3 separate regions of the Sus scrofa genome follow, and regions 2 and 3 are each linked to region 1. A link is a contact called in public Hi-C data. All regions are on one chromosome and are shown on one strand. Each heading gives the region's core, a stretch centred on a gene start, on an enhancer-like site or on the middle of the called end of the contact. The rest is flanking DNA. Distances are from core to core; before and after follow the strand shown. Region 1 holds the start of RNF145 (RING finger protein 145). Region 2 overlaps RNF145 (RING finger protein 145). Region 3 overlaps RNF145 (RING finger protein 145).

Region 1 (2,757 bases), core at 20-2,519:
GAAAGATAAGACAAACACATACCGTTTAATTTCATGCTACAGTAAACATTTTTTGTACAGATTCTTTAAACCAGGGGTTGGAATTTTTAAATTGAAAATACTCAGTGAACAGTTCTCAGTCATTTCTTTATATATCCACTCACTTATTCAACAGAAGCTTATGGAGCGCCTATTCTGTGCTACGCACGGCTGGCCGAGCCATCACAGAAGTGGTCCCTGAGGCCAAGGAGTTGACAGTCTAGACCAGTCAGTATAGGAGTTAAATAAAACTCTGGCATCATTGCTACTGCGGTTGCCTTCGGTGAGGATCAGCTCCTCCAATTCTCCCACGTGGTCCCTGCAGGTAAGTGTGGGTGTGAACGCGTGTGACTCCCGGTGTTTGGGGAGTGTGAGAGGGCACGTGTGTCAGAATGGCGCGTGTCACAGTGCGCGTGCTGGTGTCCGCGTGGTACGCGTCTCCATAGCGGCCCAGACCGGCTGTGCGGCTTCGGGAGGCTTGTGTCGCCCGCCTACGTACCGGAGGCGGCCCGGGAACCACCCCTCCAGCGCGATTGTGAGTGAGCGCGGGAGCACGCGTGCGCAGCCGTGCAGGACGGGGGAGGGGCGCGCCGCCCTGGCAGGGGCGCGCGCAGGCGCACAGCGCGGCAGCCGGGCCACGGCCGCCGCAGAGCGCCGGGGGCGGGAGGAGTGAACCAAGGAGGCCATGGCCGCCGCCGGCTGCTGAGGAGCTCGGCCCGCGAGCGCCTGCCGCCGCGGACGATGGTGACCACACGGGTCGGGTCGCTGCCGCCGCCGCTGCCGCCGCCTCCCAAAACGCAGCATCTAAGGCCCGGCGTGGAGGAGCCGCCGCTGTGAGCCGCGCCGTCCCGGTCCCCGCCGCTGCCGCCCGAGGAGAACGGGAGGGTCGGCGAGAGAGCCGGGGAATTGCGGAGCCCGTCCGTTCGCCGCGGTGCTGCCCCGCAGGGAGGGAGGCCGCAGCCCGAGGTGACTGAGCCGTCCGCGCCGGCCCGCCCCTTCCCATCCCCGCGCCCCTGTCGGCATCCCACATCTTCTGTTCCCCTCTCCCTTCCCCCATGCCGTGGCCCGTTCTGTCCTCTTCTTCCCCTTTGCCCCTTCCCCCCTTGCCCCCTCCTCTTTTCCCAGCGGCGGCGGCGGCGGCGTCCACAGCCCCTCTTAACCCGCAGCGCCCCCTCCCTCCCAACCGCCAGCCCCGCCCGCGGTCCTCCTGCGCCCCCCCCCCCCCACCCGCTTCGGCTCTCTCCGACTCTGCCCTCCTCTCCCGGGGCGGGCTCAGCCCCCTTCCCAGCTCTCGGGCCTTGTCCGCCGCCTCTCCACTCCTCCACCTTCCTGGAGCGATCCCTCATCTCCTCCGGCATTCCTAAGGTGCCCTCACTTAGCGCGCTCCTCCTTCGCCTCCCCAGTACCCCATTTCGGGGCCTTTTCTAAACCCCTTCCTGAGCGTCCCCTTTCTTTGCCCCTTTCCAGCTCTTTTCCTCCAGTCCCAACTTCGAACTTTTCCTCTTTTGCGTCTTTGTCCACTTTGCTTCCAAGCTTCCCCCCTCTTTCCTTTTTCCCTACTCTTTTTTGGTTTACGGAGCCCCAAACTCAGCTTCCGCCCTTTCCTTGGGTTTGAGGTTGTTTAGGGGTGCGGAAAGGCCTGCCAACTCATTCGTCGAATGGGGACCCATTTACTGTGCATCCCATCTGTCAGTCCTTTTTCTTTCTTTTTTTTTTTTACAGTAAGAGCTCTCTCACCCCTTCCTTTTTTTCACCATCGCTTCGTGTCTCGTTTGCCTTCCTTCCCTTCTGCATCCCCCTCTACTCTTGCTTTTTCCCAACCGAGAACCCTGAGATCCTTGCCGCTCCCTTCATGAATGAGTCTCCTTTCTGTTCATGGATGAAGAACTTTGCCCGCCTCTTTCTTCAGAAGCTTTTTGGTGCGTGGCATGGCGGAGCCAGCACCCTTGGCCAGACAGAAGGGGAGCTCCCTGGCACGGGCCTCTCTCCTGGCAGAGTTTTTGTGAACGTAATCCCCTAGCCCCGCGGCGGCAGCGGCCCGGCTGCTGCTGCGTTGCCTGCTTTGCAGCGAGCTGGGTTGGGGTTACTATAGTTCAAACGCAACTGAGATCAGCAGGCGTCGGGGGGGGGGGCGGGGGAGGAGGTTCTGGGAGAGAGGAAGGGGGCTTTGCTGTGGGAAGGCATCAAAGATTAATGGATGGCTTTGCATTGCAGTGTGCAGTAAACAGGAAACTAGTTTGAAAGCAGAGGAGAGGCATTTTTTTTCCTCCAAATTTTTAAAAATACGGACTGTGCAGTTCTAGTGAATCTTGAATCCTGCCCAAAAGATGAGCTGTCTATGCTGCAGTGGTGACCCAGGCTGAACGCCCAATGGCAGAGATAGCAGTTTTTATTTCCTCTGTCTGGCTGCTTAAGTCTAAACATGGCCCTTGTATTCAGAGTGGACTCCCTATCTTTGCTGATTTGGGGATAACCAGCAACCACCGAATTGCTAGTAGTTTTTGTGGAAATCAGGTACTTACAAAGTTAGCTAGCAATGAGTGGGAGTGGGGGAGCACCAGCTATATTTAAAACGTGTTCCGATGCTTATGTAAGAAGTGTGTTCTTCTCCCGGGTATCTCAATTTTTGGATGAGTTTGCTTATGATTTTAGGCTTTACCTCTGCCCAGTAACATTTTCAGGGCTTACCATCCTAACATATGGACAATCAGAAAATCTGTCTTTCTTAAGATTGGCTTT
Region 2 (2,972 bases), core at 224-2,723, 40 kb after region 1:
TTGTTACCACTGAGCCACAATGGGAACTCCTAATTATGAAATATTTGAAGATAACTAAATCTAATATTATGTCATTATATGTTAAGTAATTACCCCCAAACCCAAGTATATATATTTACTATAGAGATGTATGCATAATATGTATTAAATGAAAAAAGCTGGTTGTATGTACACTATAATCCCCTTTGTCTAAAACATTTGTGTATGTTCACATGTGTAGAATAAATCTGAAAAAGTAACAAATCATGTGAATGCCTTTTATTGAGCACTAACTAGGTTTCAGATGCAGTGCTAAGGCTTTACATTCAGTACTTTATTTAATGAACCGAAGACATTGACAGAGCTACCTTTGGGTAACACGATTATAGGAGATGGAGATTTTTTTCTTTTTTTATTTCTCTGTATTCCTAACTTTTTTATAATCATATATGATTAATCCTCTGTGAGAAGAATTTGTTGTTTAAACGTTTTAGTTCTAACTTTCATTATTGAGTCATTTGGAAAGGCTTGTGTGAGCCTGTGAAAGTAATTAAAGATCGAAAATTTCAGAATAAATCTCATTATAGAATGATCTTGGACAGCTTTATCTCTTGGATTTTATACTTTCCACCTCTAGACCAGAACATTTCAATATTGAGGGCCTTTGTAAAAGGAGCTAAATATATTTGGTAGTAAATGAATTGTTAAAAATAGTTAAAATACTGAAAATACATTTAAAAAAACTTTCTGCATATCATATATACCATCTGGAATGTAATAAAGACAATAGATCTTTGTGCTGTTATTTTCAAGTCGATCCCAAGGAATTTGTGCTCAGAAGTCACAGAACATATGAGTATGTAATTATGGTCAGATGAAGTTAAAACTTTAAAATATTATCCAAGGGATGCTAATTAGACATCTTCAAAAGCTGTGTCATCATCCTTACTGACAGTGTTTTTGTTTTTGATTTTGTGGATATCAAATCTCAAAATTAAATGCATTTTCCTCCCCATTTTAGGTCAGTTGGTGGTGTGTACTTTATGCTCCTGTGTCATGAAAACAAAGCAGATTTGGCTTTTTTCAGCTCACATGCTTCCTCTGCTAGCACGCCTCTGCCTTGTTCCTCTGGAAACAATTGTTATCATCAACAAATTTGCTATGATTTTTACTGGATTGGAAGTTCTCTATTTTCTTGGGTCTAACCTTCTAGTACCTTATAACCTTGCCAAGTCTGCATACAGAGAGTTGGTTCAGGTAAGACAATGTAGATAAAATTCCACATAGAGCATGTTAAAGATTTAGTTCTCTTATAATTTACACTCATGGTCACATTAACATTAAGTTTGACCGCTTCAGAATAGCAACTATTTTGGACCCAATTAAGCATCTGAGACTCTTTATTAAGTTCTCTTGAGAAGCAGTAGAGTGAAGTGTGTTCCTCTCTGGAAGCCGACTGAGTTTTCACTCTGGTGCTGCTGCTTACTAGCTATGTAACCTGGGGTTAGTCCCTTAAGTTCATGTATCTGTAAAATATAACTAATAATAACATTGTACTTAACACATAGGCTAATAGTAAGGCTTGAGTGAGTTCAGTGCCAGGCAGATAATGTTCAGTGGTAACTTAACAAAGACAAGAATAATGTAGAATTGAATACCTAGACGTCAAAGCCAGTTTTTTTCCCTGATGATAATCCTACTCTGATTACAGTTTCTTCCTTACATTTGTTTGATTTATTTGAACTGAGAAGTTAAATAGTTCTGGGCTATGGTCTGACAGATTTTGTTTAGATATGATACTTGAACTGATTTTGCCAACAGAATGTCCTTCTGTTTATCCAGCTTTTTTTAAGTCTTTGTTCTTAGGTTACTCTCAGACACAAACAGTAGGTGTTCAGGACATAAATAATTCTATTTGATTTAATCAGTAAGTTTCAGTGTATAAAATAGATCTTAAAACTGGCATGGGTATGAAGAGAGTATTAAAATGGGCATTCTCTTCTGCCTCTATACTGTGCATATGACCTTAAGGTACAGGAAGCTTTCAGATTGGTCAAACTGATAGTACTAAGTGAAGGGTTCCTTGTTGCTATTGTTGTGGCCTCAGGGGCAGATTTTCCAGAAAAATTTCCCTAAGCTCTTGGCCTCAGCCTGATTCTACTGATTTCATCATCTTACATAACAATTAACTTGGGCAACTTTCCTGAAAGTACATCTTCCAGGGAAGATGAAGTTATTTTCATTCTTTATTGAAAGTGGTTCGTCAGGGGGAAGGGTTGTTTTATTCAGATTCAGAATGACAAATTTATGTATTTTTTATCTGAATTCAGTCTTACAGAGCTACCCTTATTTGTAAGAAGCAGTAGATACTCAGTAAATATTTCTTGGATACTGTTTATTTAATCACCTTAAGGACAAAACCTCCATTTTTCAATGAAATGTTTACTTTTTTGGTTGCTGTGAGATTCATGTATCACTAGGATTGTAGTTGAAAATAAAATACAGGTTATGAAATTCATGACCTGGAAAGAATGGATAGGCAAGAAATGGAAAATATCAGGTTTTTTAGTGGTCTGTTCCTTTAATGGAAAGGAGGAAAAGTACTGCTCAATGATCAGTTTGCTGATAATAACTTTGCAGCTAACTGGACAATTCTCCTTTTCTTTCAGTGTTTTTTAGTTGAGGAAAAATAGGGGTTAGTCTCGACTCCATTTTAGAAAAAATATTTGATTTACAGATGAAAAAAATGTAAATTTAGAATAACCTGCAGGTCAGTGTATTTAAACTTGATACTTCTGGATCTTTATTACCCAGAAGTAGATATTAATTAGAAACCCAAACAAGTTGCAATTTGATGTATTTTAATTTAAGGTCTTTAGAGTTACTGAAACATTCTGATATTATCTCGAGAGTTCCAGGAGGACTGGTTGGCTTCTTAGGTTAACATTTGTAACCTACCTGGCAGTACCCTGTTGTGTTACTAGCCTCTGGTC
Region 3 (3,048 bases), core at 395-2,894, 60 kb after region 1:
TGAAAAAAAGTGGACCTCAGAAATTATTAAAGATCTGATAAAATATTTCCATTTTATTTCTAAAGTAAGTTTTTAATTTAGTCCCTCAAGTTCTAATTTATTGTTATTTTCAACATTATTGCTCACCCATAAATAAAGGAAAAACAGGTCAGGTGTATTTTATATTCACTCCTGAACAAACATATGCACACACAAATACATGTACTCTCAAGCATATACTGTCAATCAGGAGTCAGCAACTTCTGAAAAGTGGTGTGCCAAGATTCTGACTCTTCCCTCTGGTCTTTCCAGGGTGGGGAAAAGGTGTCCATTCACTTAATGTAGCCGAGGAGCACGTGTGCATACCTGTGGGTTGAGGGCTATCTAAGAGGGGTGCAGCTTCTGTGTGGAAGTGGGTGGGTGGAGTGGGAGAGATGGCAGAGGCGACCAGTTGGTGTACATTGCAGTTGGTCTGCCTGGCATCTTTGGCGTATGCACCCTGGATAGCTGATGATTGTCTTCTGTCATGAAAGAATTGAAAAATAGTAATTGTATCAGCTTGGAAATATAACAGTAATAAAAAGTAGACCTAGAGTTTAGTCATCAGTCACTTGTGCAGGAGGGTGACCTTGAGTGTAGCAGCTTTTACAGCTAAACTGTACAGTTGAAAGTACAGGCAGAAATTTTGGGCGACTGTGCAAACGCTTCCTTTGAAATCACTCTCGAAGAATGTGGGCTAGTGGAATAAAACTATGGGTAGTATCAGTGAATATACGGGGGAGGTACTGCCCCAAGGCTGCTTTCCAGTGTAGATGGTGAGAGTGAGAGTGTGTGTGTGTGTGTGTGTGTGTGTGTGTGTGTGTGTGTGTGTGAAGGCTGTCTAGAATAAGAGTTTTTCCTAGGAGTAAGATTCAACTGCCACATTTTGATCATTGTTAGAATCATACTTTTAGGTACTAGCAAAGTAATGGTTTCTAGGTGGGGAGATTGAGAAGCGATGTAGTTATTACCCTCCCAGGTTAAGGGGCATTGTCTTCCTTCTGGCTCCTTTGTGCTCAGTAGTCTTGTTGTATGCAGACAAAGCACAACAAAGATAGATTTGGGGCACATCAACTTCAGCAGCTAATGTATAAATATACCATCTCTGGGGTTTGAGAGGCCTCTTTTTGTATTTCCTGTTGTCACATCACTTTTTTTGAGGTGTCTGAACTACCTGCTGATACCACACAGAAAATTAAAGTCAAGTTGCTTAACTTCCCAGCTGGCTGCTTTTCCTTGGATGGCTTTCTGCTTAAAAGTTGACTCCCAGGTGTTACCAGTTCTTGGCAAGGAATTTCTGCTATAGCCACAACTCCTTGTTCTAGGACTTTAAACAAAATTAATGGTTGATCTACCAAATGTATGTTCTTACACTTTAAACTTCATGTCCTCAGTCCTCCCTCCCCAAATATATTTTATGCAAGTGCTATTAATGCAAAGTATACCACTTCTTATTTCAGTGGTTATTAAACTTGAGTGTGTGATAAAGTCACATGGGTGGCTTGCCGTACCTATGGACTTGTGAATGCCATCTTCAGAAAGCCAGATCAGTAGGTCTGGGGTGGCCCCAGAACATGCATGGTTAGCAAGCACTCCGGGTGGTTCTGATGCAAGTTGAGAAACACTGGTTTATGCCATATCGTGAAAACTGGGATGTACATTCTCCCTAACGAAATTGCCACTTCCTTGCCAATACCCTGGTGTATGTGGCTGATTTGTCTCCTTGCCGATGATCTCATCATGGAATAATCTGTTGAGCTGTGTTGAAGCAAAACTGTGGAAAAAGTCCTGTCTTCATCACATTTTCTGAGATTGTAATTACACTTGCACTGTGCTGATGGAGACCTGGTAATCATACTGCCACAGTTGTGTAAGCCTTGTGTTTCACACTGAGGCAGAACCCAGTTAAGAAGCTCCTTCCTTCCTCATTTTTGGTTTTTATTTCTTTTAAAAAATTGCTTAGCCAGTGGTTCTTGCATTATTTGTGTAAAGGTGTCTCTGATGGCAAGAAGATTATTACTGAAGTATAAAATAGGTCTTATTCTAAGATTTGTGTTACATATTTTCTCTGGAGCATTTATGGCAAAGAAGTGTTGGAAGTAGAATTTGAATGTAGCAGAGGTTTTATAATAGACGTTTATGAGGTGTCTTTTTCCCCCCTTGTAGGACATGAAATCTGCAGTGATCACACCTTGCAGTCATTTCTTCCATGCAGGCTGTCTCAAAAAATGGCTGTATGTCCAGGAGACCTGCCCTCTGTGCCACTGCCACCTCAAAAACTCCTCGCAGCTGCCAGGCTTAGGGTCTGAGCCAGTTCCACAGCCTCCTGCTGGAGCAGAGCAAAATGTGCCTGAGGAAGGTACTGAACCCCCAAGCCAAGAGCGTTCTGAGGACACAAGGGTGCAAGAAGACTCTAAGGACAATGAAGAGTGCGTTGCCAGAAGATTAGACGGCCAGGAAGGGGCTTGTGATCCCAGGGAAAATCCTCTTAGTGCAAAAGATGAAGCGCATCCTGTTGAGGGCAGTCTGGAAGAAAAGGAGCAGGAGTGATGCTTTGCTTCTCTGGAGACATTAGCTCACAATGGCATTCGTGCTCAGATTTGAGGAATGAATGTATGAGGTGATAGATAGGAGATTTGACATTCCAAGGATCTAATCCAAGAAGTTCTCTCAGTGGAGACCTCCTGCTTTCATCCCTTTGACATTGTGGAAGAAATTTTGCTACGTGTGCTAATCAAAGTGTTTATACATCCTATGCTGATGTTTGGTAGAGGTTTGCCAAGGAAATTCAACCTTAGCAACTTCAGAAACTGCCCCTGATTTGTGCGGGATAAACAAAATCAGATTTGAGTGTCTAAAAGGGGCTAAAGAAAGAAGGATGAGGAGCTTGAGCCAGAGCATGGAGGAAGCAGGCAGAAGTGAAACTGACCTCTCACTTTCTATGGGACAGGAACGCTTTTTTACAAAGTATGAGTAGTGACCAGCCCTTTTCTCCACCCCCTTTCCCTCAGTTAATTGGAACTCAGCCAG

What was found. A called contact is a pair of places that touch in the nucleus more often than the background predicts.
Region 2: a Hi-C map of retroperitoneal adipose tissue shows a contact between it and region 1, with 1.7 times the contacts expected there. The contact joins the enhancer-like site here to the promoter of RNF145 in region 1. A contact is called at or near these places in 5 of 47 Hi-C or Micro-C datasets (alveolar macrophages, embryonic fibroblasts, epiblast stem cells and 2 more) and 2 of 2 datasets of contacts at active chromatin or transcription factors (alveolar macrophages and skeletal muscle).
Region 3: a contact with region 1 is called in a Hi-C map of alveolar macrophages, with 2.5 times the contacts expected there. The contact joins the enhancer-like site here to the promoter of RNF145 in region 1. A contact is called at or near these places in 1 of 5 promoter capture datasets (liver), 6 of 47 Hi-C or Micro-C datasets (alveolar macrophages, embryonic fibroblasts, epiblast stem cells and 2 more) and 1 of 2 datasets of contacts at active chromatin or transcription factors (alveolar macrophages).

The regions. Positions count from the first base shown.
Region 1 is chr16:64,250,503-64,253,259 of Sscrofa11.1, forward strand. It overlaps RNF145 (RING finger protein 145), which reads left to right and starts at 1,270. Exons shown (of 11, transcript XM_021077056.1): 1 at 1,270-1,383. LOC102162058 reads left to right here and starts at 411. Exons shown (of 4, transcript XM_021076824.1): 1 at 411-448; 2 at 584-984. The coding sequence starts at 411.
Region 2 is chr16:64,289,993-64,292,964 of Sscrofa11.1, forward strand. It overlaps RNF145 (RING finger protein 145), which reads left to right. Exons shown (of 11, transcript XM_021077056.1): 5 at 1,001-1,236. Among named protein-coding and RNA genes, the nearest start is that of RNF145, 40 kb to the left of the region's middle. Within about 2 kb of position 1,474, at least 10 of the 83 cell types and tissues checked have an H3K27ac peak or open chromatin away from gene starts, as enhancers often do. A contact at or near this core is called in retroperitoneal adipose tissue, where this site is marked.
Region 3 is chr16:64,310,322-64,313,369 of Sscrofa11.1, forward strand. It overlaps RNF145 (RING finger protein 145), which reads left to right. Exons shown (of 11, transcript XM_021077056.1): 11 at 2,185-3,048. The coding sequence ends at 2,568. Among named protein-coding and RNA genes, the nearest start is that of EBF1, 46 kb to the right of the region's middle. Within about 2 kb of position 1,645, at least 6 of the 83 cell types and tissues checked have an H3K27ac peak or open chromatin away from gene starts, as enhancers often do. A contact at or near this core is called in alveolar macrophages, where this site is marked.